2 separate regions of the Mus musculus genome follow, and region 2 is linked to region 1. The links are chromatin contacts, called in public HiChIP or PLAC-seq maps. All regions are on one chromosome and are shown on one strand. Each heading gives the region's core, a stretch centred on a gene start, on an enhancer-like site or on the middle of the called end of the contact. The rest is flanking DNA. Distances are from core to core; before and after follow the strand shown. Region 1 holds the start of Mnat1 (menage a trois 1). Region 2 has its middle 16 kb from the start of 2210039B01Rik.

The links. HiChIP or PLAC-seq counts read pairs in DNA pulled down with a chosen protein or histone mark.
Region 2: an H3K4me3 HiChIP or PLAC-seq map of bone marrow-derived macrophages shows a contact between it and region 1, with 4 times the contacts expected there. The contact joins the enhancer-like site here to the promoter of Mnat1 in region 1. A contact is called at or near these places in 10 of 39 promoter capture datasets (the 3T3-L1 cell line, the HPC-7 cell line, cranial neural crest and 7 more), 1 of 484 Hi-C or Micro-C datasets (myocytes) and 7 of 115 datasets of contacts at active chromatin or transcription factors (bone marrow-derived macrophages, craniofacial prominence, embryonic hindbrain and 3 more).

What each region holds. Positions count from the first base shown.
Region 1 is chr12:73,121,448-73,127,754 of GRCm38.p6, reverse strand. Mnat1 (menage a trois 1) reads right to left here and starts at 4,038. Exons shown (of 8, transcript NM_008612.2): 1 at 3,829-4,038. The coding sequence starts at 3,917.
Region 2 is chr12:73,561,706-73,568,012 of GRCm38.p6, reverse strand. No RefSeq gene overlaps it. Among named protein-coding and RNA genes, the nearest start is that of 2210039B01Rik, 16 kb to the right of the region's middle. Within about 2 kb of position 2,577, at least 46 of the 459 cell types and tissues checked have an H3K27ac peak or open chromatin away from gene starts, as enhancers often do. A contact at or near this core is called in bone marrow-derived macrophages, where this site is marked.

The DNA.
Region 1 (6,307 bases), core at 2,789-5,288:
AGAGATCAGATAAGACTATGTATGGTGGCACATGCTTTTAACCCCAGCATTTGAGACACACAGGCAGGTGCATCTCTGTGAGTTCAAGACCAGTATAGCCAAGACTACACAGAGAGATCCTGTATGCAAAAGGAAAAGAAAAAAAAAATCACAGAGATCTACCTGCCTCTGCCCTCTGCCCTCTGCTTCTGCCTCCCAAGTGCTAAGGTTAAAAGCGTGCATCACACCTGGCAAGTTTCTGGGGGTAGGGGTGGGGAGTTCTTAGTTTTTTTTAAAAAACAAATAGTTCTTTTTAATAAGTAGATTATTTAAAAGAATAACATAAAACCACTTTCATACCTCAATTACAAATTTTATAACTAGATTCTCCTTTTCTTCCTTGAAAAATTACAAACTAATTTCCTTTGAGTCATGCAAAAGAGCTAAATACAAGTGGAGGAGGGCAGATCCCATGTCTGCCACACTCTTTGTTATATGACTACCCCAGGAATGTTTCAAAACTGAGCACAAGCTTTCCTTGGATAAGTAATATATAGTATTTATAAGGATAACATATAGAGAGAGAGATGATAAAGTCTTACCCCAACCCAAATCAGATTATTAACAGGGCCCTGAGATTTGTAAATAAATAGACATCCCAGATGATTCTTTAGTATCAAGAGTCAAGTCTGGGAATCAAGACTTGGAAATTTTATAGAGTATACAAGAAAAATTGCAAAAATATCAATTACTAAAGATCAATAACTAATAAATGACTGTTGAGCCTTGCTTTTTTGTCTTTGAAAGTAGACTTAGCACATTTAAAACTTGAGCCAAACTGTTACTATATCCAAGCTTAATTCTCATTATTCTCACTCCATATACCATCTTAGGTTCTATTTGCTAAGTAAGTTAGGAAGCAAATTGACAGACTGACTCCTAAAACCATTTTTATTACGTATGTGTACTTACTTGGAGAAAGAGTGTGTCTCTGAGATCAGAGGACAACTTGCAGGAGCTGGGTTTTCTCCTCCCACTAAAAAGGTCCCAGGGATTAAACTCAAGCTAACCATATTGCAGGCCCCAAAAAATTAGTGTTTCACTTAGGATACTGGCAATATCTTTTCATACATGAGAGTAAATTAACTCTTAAATTTACTTGAACTCTCCCTCAAGTAATCCCTCACAATGTATGACAAATTTTCACTAAGTTTACACCTTAAATGGCCAATCTAGAATTGAGAGTCAAGAGGGCTATCATAATATTTGTGAGATATACTTCATGCTTCCTTTTCAAAAAGTTATAAGAAAACTAATTCTATTTCTGTTTATACTTATAAAGAGCTAGGCAATTAATATGCTATCATTTCTGGCTCTTACAGATAAAATTTTCATCTTAACAAATAATCCTTAAGGTTTAACATACAATTTCCTGTTATCCGTTTGGATGTTAGGGCACAAATTTGACAATAAAACTTCCTAGAAAAGAAGTACTAGAAGGTGTCAATAAAGACAAAACCCTATGAAAGAAACTCTGATACCAAAGTTCCCTCCCAGACAGCCTAGGCTACTAGCTAGTTCAAGGCCAACTTGAGTTACAAAGCAAAATTCTGTCTCAAAAAAAGAAAAAGGAAAGAAAGTGTGGAGAGGAGATCTGGAGAGCCAGCTCAGTGGGTGAGAACACTTGCTGTGCAAACAGAAGGTCCTGAGCTCAGATACTTGTACCCACACAAAAAGCTGCACATGGCCTCAAGTGCCAGTAACCCCAGCACGATGAGAGCAAGTGTGGGAAAGTTTGTGCGGCTGAAATTCTCAATGAAGCCTCCTCCCTGACCAGAGAACTCACGGAGGATACCCACACGTTTTCGAGCAACCCCCAAGGATGAGTGCCTTCTGTTCTGCCCAATCAAGGTGCTGTTTCCTAATGTGTACATCTCTATATATTACTCAAAATAAATAAACACCACTTACTAATTATTCTCACCAACAAATACATCAGTGAAATATAAATATGATAAAACTCAATACACCTAATCATTTTGATTTAACACAGAGGACAGAGAAACACAGTAGACAAAGCCAAAGAGACTATTCAGTAAGCAAAAAATCCAGACTCTTAGGCAGGAAAACTCCATCACTACAATAATCCAGTACAAAAGAAAAGAAATGGAACAGCTACATCATAGATGAACAGCTACATCATAGACACACACACACACACACACCACACATGGGGGTTGAGAGGCTTTGGGGCCGGCAAAAAGAATGTTAAAGCCAGAGATGAGAGGGAGTGCCATGGAACAGCCCTCGAGTGCACACCACAGCAACAGCCATCTGCCCTTCAACATTCCATCACAAACACAGAGGGTACCCAGTGGTGAGTGGGGGAGAATGTGTCTCAGTGGTGCAGCTGGTGGAGAATTTGGGATGAAGTTCGAAGGGAATTAAAGGAGGATAGAGTGGGGATGAAGGACGAACATGATCTCAATATTTTTTCAGAGCTAAAATAAGTGACACAGAAATTTTGCAAAACTTTTCTAAAAATCTAACAGTCTGCTAGTCATGGTAGTGCATACCTGAAATTCTAACACTTTTAGTCAGAGAAGAATCTAAAGTTTTAAAGTCAGGCTGGACTAACACTTGATGCCCAGTCTTAACAAGCACCTAATTATATACCAGCAGTATTCCCTCATTGCCACAGTTCATGCATTCCAGTTGACTGCCTTTTCTGGATTTTTAATCTTAAACCATCCAGACACAGTTACGCTGTCTAAAGCAAAATAAAAGTTAATTAGGAAAAGAGACCCTGTCGTGGAAAAAAAAAAAAAAGAAAGACCAATTAAGGAAATTAATAATCACATTATGACAATTATATATATAGCTCATTGTGCAAATTTCTGCCTGAAGACCTTGTCTACCACATTGTACTTTACCTTTTCCTTCCGGAGGAAGACTGAGCCTATAGGAATATTGTGCTCACAACTTTATAGTACCTTTAGTCTCAGACTATCTTTTACTTAAACCACTTCTCCATAAAAAACTGACAAACACTTTAACCAAAACTCTGCATTTATTCTTCAAAACATTTATACAAAAAAATCACTCGCCATCCTTTCACCACTGAGCAACCAAAATACACTTACTTCCCAGAGCCACTTCCTGGGATCCATACTCCTACGACCCACAATCCTGAGAAATCTCAGGATCATTTCCGGTGAGGAAGAAACTATACCTGCATAAACTTATCAAGAGATGGCTCACGGTAAGACTCTACAGTGCCTGGAACAAAATGAGCACGCAATAAAAGCCAACCATTATCTAGCTACAAAGTAACTGCCTTAAGTCTGTATTTTCTTCCTTTACATGATTTAAGTCTAACATAACTCATCAGGACACGTATACATACACAGAAGGCTTTCCAACTAGTTCACTCGATCAACAGCAACAGTATACACCCAAAGTAAGTTTTCAGTTCTCTTTTCAATTAAAAAAAAAAAACATTTATTAAGAAATTAAAGATTCTAATCCCTCACGCTTTCAGCCAGACATCTGTCTGGAGTCTAGCTAACAACACATAGCTGGAAAAATTCGAGATTTTCACTGGCTGGAAAGGTGGATGAGGGTCAACCTGCCAAACTTCTGCTTGCCACAATCAAAACTCCAGTTTCAAAGTAGGCCAGAAAAGATAGGGGCGAGCGGCTACGAACCTTTTAAAGGATCGACGCTCCCTTTTTGCATCCCCCTCCCCCACTGTTTAGACGAACCACACCCTTTATTACCCCCCAGCGGCCTCCTGGCATCTCCCAGGGCTGTCCTCCCACCCCAGGAATCCACGGTCGCCAGACTCACAGAGTGTGTCCGCACACGTTCACCATCAGCTTCAAAGAAGGGTTCCGGTACTTGGTGGTCTTACACCTGGGGCAGCCCTGGTCGTCCATGGCGTCTCTTCGGCTTTGGATTTTTTTTTTTCCTCCACACGGATTTCAGCCACTGCCACCTACAAGAACCCCCAGACCAGATGTCAACTAAGCTGCTACCAACAGGCACTTGGCCGGAATGGTCCTTCGCGAAAGAGCACCGGCTGGAAGCCAGGCGCTGCAAAACAAACGTTCCGGGAGCGAGTTCTCCGTTCCAGCCGCTACAGTTCCAACCTAACCTTAGGTGAATCAGTTCAGTATCTTGGGATGGGAGAACGGATGCTTTTAAATTACACACCTCTTGCCTAATTACATTTTACAAGGAACCATATCATATCAAAAAGATAAATTCTTGTTTCGTTTGGAAACATCCACATGATTTCAAAGATTTATGCTGGTATGAAGTCAATAACACAAACTAGTAGTCTCTTTTAGAAAATTGGACAGTCTGTACTGTAGATGTCTTCATAGTTGTGTAATCAGAACATAATTTGATTCACATATATGAAGATTAGAATAATGCTAAGTGTAGTGGCTCACACCTATAATACCAGCACTAGGAAGGCTGAAGCAGGAACCAGCCATGAGTTGGATCTAGGCTCCATACTGAATTCTGTACAGCCTGGGCTACCTAAGGAGACACTGTCTCCAAAATAAATAAATATATAACAAAAAAAAATAAAAACAAAATAAAAAACAAGATAAATTGTTTACATTCATAAAAATTATCTAAATGCAATTCTTTGTACAAATTCTTACTAAATGTCAGAATACTTCTATAAATAATATCTAGTACCTGTTCCTACACAAAGGCCTTCCCCTCAAGACTGCCAGGCAAGCTGAATTGTACAACCTAACTCTCATATGTCTTGCCCCCAATAAAAGACCTCATTTATTTTCCAAAATGTTAAATAAAAGGTTATTTTATAAAGCAATTCGAGCAGGGCAGTGGTGGCATACACCTTTAATCTCAGTATTCAAGAGGCAGGAACAGGTGGATCGCTGAGTTCCAGCCAGTCTGGTCTGCAGAGCAAGTCCCAGGACAGCCAGGGCTACACTCAGAGAAACCCTGTCTCCAAAAACAAATTTAAAAAAAGAAAGAAAGAAAGAAAGAAAGAAAGAAAGAAAGAGAGAGAGAGAAAGGAGAGAGAGAGAGAAAGAAAGAAAGAGAGAGAGAGAAAGGAGAGAGAGAGAGAAAGAAAGAAAGAGAGAGAGAGAAAGGAGAGAGAGAGAGAGAAAGAAAGAAAGAAAGAAAGAAAGAAAGAAAGAAAGAAAGAAAGAAAGAGAGAGAGAAAAAGGCACACAACTTTATTTCAGCAATCCCAAAACTCTGAGGACCTGATTCTCTCTGGGAATTGTAAGCCACATTTATTGTATTAACAAGAATACAGAAGTCTTTTTTGTTTATTTTGTTTTTTGAGACAGGGTGACAGCACTTCTCTGTGTAACCCTGCCTGTCTTGGATTTGCTTTGTAGACCAGGCTGGCCTCAAACTCATTGAGATCCGCCTGCTTCTGCTTCCCAGGTGCTGGGATCAAAGGTGAGGGCCACCACGCCTAGCCAAATAGATGCCTTAGAAAGGTCTATTAGATAATGAATTATTCTTACGGTAAGGGACAAGTCTTCTCCACCTCTGAGATAAGGATTTATTGATACTTAACAAAGGCTTAATGGAGACTAAATGAATTCATAAAAAGGCCATCAAATAACAGTGAAATGTGGACATTTTTAATGCCAAGCATTTTTGTAATCACCTCCATCTAACTGAAATTCTGTCTGAAGTAAACTTGTAGACAGGTTGCCTTGGTTTGGTTTGCTTGTTGGTATGAGGTGTGGTTCATTTTTTAATATTTTTATTCTAAGTAGTGTGTGTGTGTGCGTGCTCATGTGCTGCAGCATGCCTGTGGTGGCCACAGCACAGCTTACAGGAGTTAGCTCCCTACCGTGTGAGTCCTGTAGAGGAACTCAGATCATTGGGCTTGGTGACAGGTGCCTTTCCTTGCTATGCCGTGTCACCAGTCCTGTTCCATGTTTTGTTTTAATATTATTTTATTACTTACTTGAGAATTCCACACAATTTATTTTGATCATATTCAGTGCTCTTCCACAACTACTAGGTCCACGCTCAGCCACTCCCTTCCTACCCACCCAACATCATCTTGTTCTCTCTTCTCTCTCTCTCTCTCTCTCTCTCTCTCCCCTCTCTCCTCTCTCTCTCTCCTCTCTCTCTCCTCTCTCTCTCCTCTCTCTCTCCTCTCTCTCTCTCCTCTCTCTCTCTACTCTCTCTCTCTCCTCTCTCTCTCTCCTCTCTCTCTCCTCTCTCTCTCCTCTCTCTCTCTCCTCTCTCTCTCTCTCTCTCCTCTCTCTCTCCTCTCTCTCTCCTCTCTCTTCCTCTGTGTGCCTCTTTCTCC
Region 2 (6,307 bases), core at 1,328-3,827, 440 kb before region 1:
TGCAGCCAGTGATACGTGAGCAAGTATAGAAATGAAGGTGGCTTTCAGCTTGTAAAGAGGAAAAAAAGCTTTGCTTGCCTTTAAAAAAAGGAAGGAGGAAGGAAGGAAAGAAAGAAAGAAAGAAGAAAACTGCTGTGAGGATGAGAAAAGGCAATGACTGCACGTTGACTTTAGGGCTCCAGGCAAAGATGCTGCAGTGGAGTAGGAGACTGGGAAGAAGGTGGTTAGTGCGTGTAGACTTCCCTTTCATCACAGATAGCAAGTGATCTACTGAAACATGTCTACAGGGTTTTATAAATGAGACCATAGCTTCTCTCCATCAGAACAAGGAAGAGCGTGGTGCTCTCATGCTCTCTGTGCTGCAGATGGGACACAGGATTTAGTGGCTGACTGCCTGGCCCAAGTCGAGCTCCCCTCATTGCTGGATAAGTTAAGAAATGTCTTTGTGGGGCTGGAAAGATGGCTCAGCAGTTAAGAGCACTGACTGCTCTTCTGAAGGTTCTGAGTTCAAATCTCAACAACCACATGGTGGCTCACAACCATCTGTAATGAGATCGGATGCCCTCTTCTTGTTGTTGTTGAAGACAACAACAGGGTGTGTCTGAAGACAACTACAGTGTACTTACATATAATAAATAAATAAACCTGAAGGAAAGAAAGAAAGAAAGAAAGAAAGAAAGAAAGAAAGAAAGAAAGAAAGAAAGGAAGGAAGGAAGAAAGAAAGGAAGAAAGGAGGGAGGGAGGGAGGGAGGGAGGGAGGAAGGAAGGAAGGAAGGAAGGAAGGAAGGAAGGAAGGAAGGAAGGAAGGAAGGAAGGAAAATGTCTTTGTATCTTGATTTTCTTGTCTCTACACTGGGAGTGTCAGTTGATAGCACCAGCTCCAAGGGGCTCTCTTGTAGAATGAGTTGATGTATACAAATTGCTTTATAAAGCATGTCCTTGCACGCTGAAGTTTTTATGCTTGTTATAGAAGAATGGATTCAAGCACTTGGAGTTTTTTAAGGAGGCCTGTGTGCCTACCTGAAAGTCGAGCAAATGCCTCCAAAGACAGGCCTTGACACTCTCCAGTGATAGGGTAGTTGGTTTTTTCTCTGAATAAATGTTTGAAGTTTTCAAACCCTTCAATTTTAAATAAGTTTTTTTTAAGTACTGAAATGAAAGATTTGGGCCAGAACACCAAAACAAGACTTAAACCTTCGAATCAAGTGAAAACTTGCCTTAACCTCAATTTGCTGCATGATTCTTAGAAATGGGAAAATTGTTCTGTGAACAGCAGCGGGGTGCAGCTGAGGGAGGACGCAGTCCCCTCCCAGAGGCAGTGCACAGCCCAAGGGAAGGGCTCACAGGTTGTCCACAGAAGTTTCATGTTCTCATTGGGTCCATAGAAAGTGCCACAGCTGCCACAGATGTGGGGTCATCTCTGCATCAGCCAAGACAACTAACCTGGCTTATAAGGAGTGAGTAAGGAACTGGGAGTGTAGCTCAGTGGTAGGACACTTGACTAGTGCGTGTAAGACCCTGTGTTCTCAGAACCACAAATGTAAACCAAAATATAATATAAAATGCATTTAGTGAGTAGAATGGAGACTATGGGCTAGTGACAGTTTAGGTAGGTCTTCAGGCATGCAACAAGTATTTATTGAGCACCAACTGTATACATAATACTAGGCTGGACTGGTAGAGACAGGTAGGATAGATATATGATTCTAGTCAGAAGAATAAACAGACTTACAAGGGTTGCGATCCAGTGTGAGATGGGTCCCAAGTGCTTCTGAGAACCCACCCTAAGTAGAGACGGCTGTGTGAGGATCCTTCCCCTATAGGAAATGGAGGATGGGAGAGGTAGGAATTGACAACCAATAGATAGGTGCAGAGGCTGAAGAGAGAGCAAACTGCCAGAGAGCACTGAAAGGCGTATCCTACAACAGATTGTAGAGGCAGAAGAGACGGGGCCAGAGGTGAAGGCTGGCCCAGGGTCTTATGGGTAAGGAGGTTAGATCTGTCTTCAGGAAGGTAAGAGGCCATCGGGAATTCTCATCAGGTGCCAGACACAAGACACACATTATACATACATTATACCAGGATCACACTGGCTATAGTTGTAGTGGGGTCGTGAGACCAAAATCTAGCAGATGTTTGACCAATCATTATCCGAGTGACCTAATCCGTGGCCCGATAGCACAGAGCGAATGCCAACAACTGGGGCACTGGAGAGCAGATGGGCAGTGGGGTGGCAGACCTGGCATTGTGTATACTGTGGTGGGAACAGAAGGTCCTCCTTACCTCTCAGCTCTTACCTAAGGCGGCTGCGTGTTAAACACGGGCTCTCACTCCCCAAGAGAGGGGAGCGTGAGCCGGCCTTAGGCGCAGAGAGACTCATTTCAGATGATTTAACTTTCAAAATACCCAGGGACTTTCAAGTGGAAGACGCCAACACTCCAACTGAAGATACAGTGGGAAACATCAACACCGAAGCGGTTATGCCATCCAGGCTGCAGGGGAGGCTGCTGAGAGAGCTGTGGAAGGAGAGGTCTTTCCTCGGTGCAGAGCTCTGGAGTGAAGGCTGGAGAGGAGACGGACAGGAAGACTGCCGGCATCATCTGGCCGCTGTACCTAGGGGATGAAGTCTAAGGGAAGCCTCAGTACAGCAGCTTCCATTAACTGAATACTGGTGAGGGTAACAAAAAGACCTCTGCGGCTAAAACCAACCAGTTCTCGTTTCCTTCGCCTCAGATCGTTGATAAACGAATTTGGACCCTCTTTGCATGTAGATGCTTTGAATGGCGATAAACCTCAGGAGGGCAAGATTTGGTTAAATTATCACAAACTATAAGCCTCTGTAAAAATGTGTAAGTACGAGGCTCAGTAGGGGAGGGAAAGTGACAATGTCCCGTGAGGCTTGGAGAGGCGCTGCAAGGGAGATTTTTCCACACAAGGGAACCTCATTTGAGACTGTGAATTTGATCTGGATTTCCGTTCAATATGCCATGCAATACTGGAAATTTTATATTAAGTTGTTTATATATTCATTGAAATAATAGCATGAATATTTTAACTATATATGAATAGAATAACGACCGTGACTCCTGGACGGACTAGAATTTCCAGCACTTTTCATATTTAGAAATGCATAGCGCCATCTAATGGTCACAAGTCATAAAAAGAAAGAGGAAGAAAAAATAAAACTGATACAAGTAAAATCTAACACATTTCAAAGTTGTTCAGTTAACTGTTTTTGTAAATAATAATTTTATCTCTTCCAAACTCACTGCCAAACTGGGCGGCAGATTACCTCCACCCAGAGTGTCTCTGTGGAGCATTTTAGGTTGAAGTATTTCCAAACAAGGATTTCCAAACATTTGTACATTTTTTTAAATCAAAAAAATCATTCTAAATACCTTGGATAAAACAGAATGTTCATTTCATTTTTAAAGGTATAATTAAGTTAAAGAGTTCAATAGAAGCCTTATCTTGTTTTTTTGTTTTTTTGTTTTTTTTTTTTTTTTTGTAAGATTAAAATGTGGCCCGTCTTCTATACAGACGGTAATTATTGCTGCCATGGTCCTTGCAGCCCCTTGAGACGTGGGGAGGGAGGGGTGACTGCGCGATTTAATGAAGCTTATCTCTGCTGACTCTGAGGCGGCAGCCTGCGACTTGGCCCTTCCACAGCTCAATCCTGGGGTCAAAAGAGATTTTCCATTGCTCAAACAGGCCACTTAACCTGGGACACAAGTGAGAGGAGCCACAGCAACCTCGAGAAAAGGTGGGAAAGCTGCACAGTCTGCCCAGGCCGGCCCTGAGGGGCAGCTTGCCTTGCTTCCCCAAGAACGGAACTCTAAACTTTGCCACCCAGCTCGGTGGCTTGCTCAGAACTTTCATCTAATCCTTCTAACACAGCTTGAATCAGACTCTAAACGAATTGAGAGCCCCAAATGAGAACTGATTTTAAAGTATATTGTTCTAGGAGGGCTACAAAAAAAAAGAGTAAAGGGGGTAAGATCTGACCATGATACATTATACACATGTATGAAATTTTCCAGAGTAATAAAAATTACTAATTTTAAAATTTAAATAATTTCTTAAAAAATTAAGTATACCATTTGACTCTCCTTCACAATATAGGTATATTGGACAACAAAAACCTCTACGATATGATGCTGATGTTTTTACTTCTTGTTTATCCCTGACTGTATTTGGAGAGTGCAGGTCACTTGTTGCCTAGCAGATTGCTTGTACACAATTGAAGATACATCTTGAATTAACGTCTAGGACTACCAGACTCGTGGGAGAGTTTCCATGATGGGAAGAAAACAAACAAACAAAAAATTAAATCAATAATAAAAAGAAATAAAGGAGGGGTGGATGGGCGAGAAGGAGAAGGAACAGCAAAGAATTTGAGTTGGAAGGTAAGTTATTTATTGAGGATTTTGTCATTTGCCCATTGAGTGTTAGAAATGATTTTCAAAAATTGGCAGTAATAGTGACAGCCACATTAAGCCATTGCTTTTTTTTCTTCTCTAGGGGCTAGAATGTGTTTTACATGGAAGTGGGCAGCAGTACAGGGGGGGCTGGGGTGGGAGACAGGGGGATAGGGTTAAGAACTGTGGCTGCATGCTGTGGAGACCCCATGCTCACCACTGGGGCTTTCCTGGACTCAGCATATCTTGTACGTGCCCTGGCTCGCCAGCAAGAACAACACTGCAACAGGATCCTTCTGCACACGTTTATTGGGAGAGCTTGATTGCAGAGGCGAAGAGACCCCCCCCCCCCAGCCCAGAACTGGTGCTGCTTATATAGGCCTAGGAGAGGCGTGTCTCACACCCGGATTGGTTATCCACTATACCTCATTTGCATGTTCCTCATCTGATTGGTTACTCTCTCTCAGTACCTTACAGAACCTCATTATCATACATCATTTGCATGTCTCACATCTGATTAGTTATACTTGCAGAACCTCATTATCATACATCATTTGCATGTCTCACATCTGATTGGTTATACTCTCAGAACCTCATTATCATGCCCTGGGCCAGGCAGTGTCTTGGCAAAAAACTTTACTGCATATGTACACATTGGTTGTTTGTCCAAACTTATGCGTGGTGGCCAGCAGTAGCCAGCGCCACTCTGCAATGGTACATTTGGCTTCCCACATCCATACAGTGAGCTGCTGAGGTTAAACATGAACTGTTGCTGTGGTCCATGGGTTTGGATACTCACGTCGTCTTCTGCTAGCGACTGTTTTGAAAAGTTGTGGAACCTCTAGGAGCCCAGCCTCTGTCTTCTCTTTTCTTTTGGCTGCAGACACTGCATAACCAGCCACCTTGAGGTCCTGTAGCCAGGCCTTCCCTTCATGAAGTTTTCCTTCAAACTGTGATGAAAGCAAGCCTTCCCTCCCTGAGATGCCTCCTGTCTATCATCTGATCACATACACAAGGACAGTAACAAATGCACATGCACTGTCTTGCCTGAACCTCGCCAGCTCCCTTTAAGGGAGTTCTTGACACTCTGTTGAGCAGCTTTGAAGAAACTAAAAAGGCTTTCCTTCTTTCTTGAGCTCAAGTCCCTTGAGGTCTATATTAGGCTGGTGTCTTAGGGTCTTACTGCTGTGAACAGACACCATGACCAAGACAACTCTTATAAGGACAACATTTAATTGGGGCTGACTTACAGATTCAGAGATTCAATCCATTATCACCAAGGTGGGAGCACAGCCATATCCAGGCAAGCATTAGTGCAGGAGGAGCTGAGAATTCTACATCTTCATCTGAAAGTCACTTGGAAAAGACTGACTTCCAGGCAGCTAGGATGAGGGTCTTAAAGCTCATGCTCATAGTGATACACCTACTCCAACCAGGCCATACCTCCTAATAGTGCCACTCCCTGGGCCAACCATATACAAGCCCTCACAGCTAGAGATATAGTGCAGCTGAAGATGCATGCATGGATGCATGCGTGAATATGTGCATGGGTGCAGGAAGCACTCGGGTTGATCTTCAGCTCCATATAAACCAGGGGTGGTGGTGCACACCTATAATGCCAGCATCCAGGTGGCAGAGGCAGGAGGATCAGAAATTCAGAGATTAGCTCTGGCTACATGGTGCATTTAAGGCTAGCCTGGGATACAGAAGACCCTGTATCATAGGGAAGAGACTGGAACGGCTAAGTATCATCGTAATTAAGTAGCTCCATCTTCTACCTGACTGAGAATAAACTGTCAGTAACACTGTGGCTTTCCCAGGGGAGGTTTTTATGTATGTATTAATTCAATCATTTATCATTTTAATGTATGCATATGATGTGTATGTGC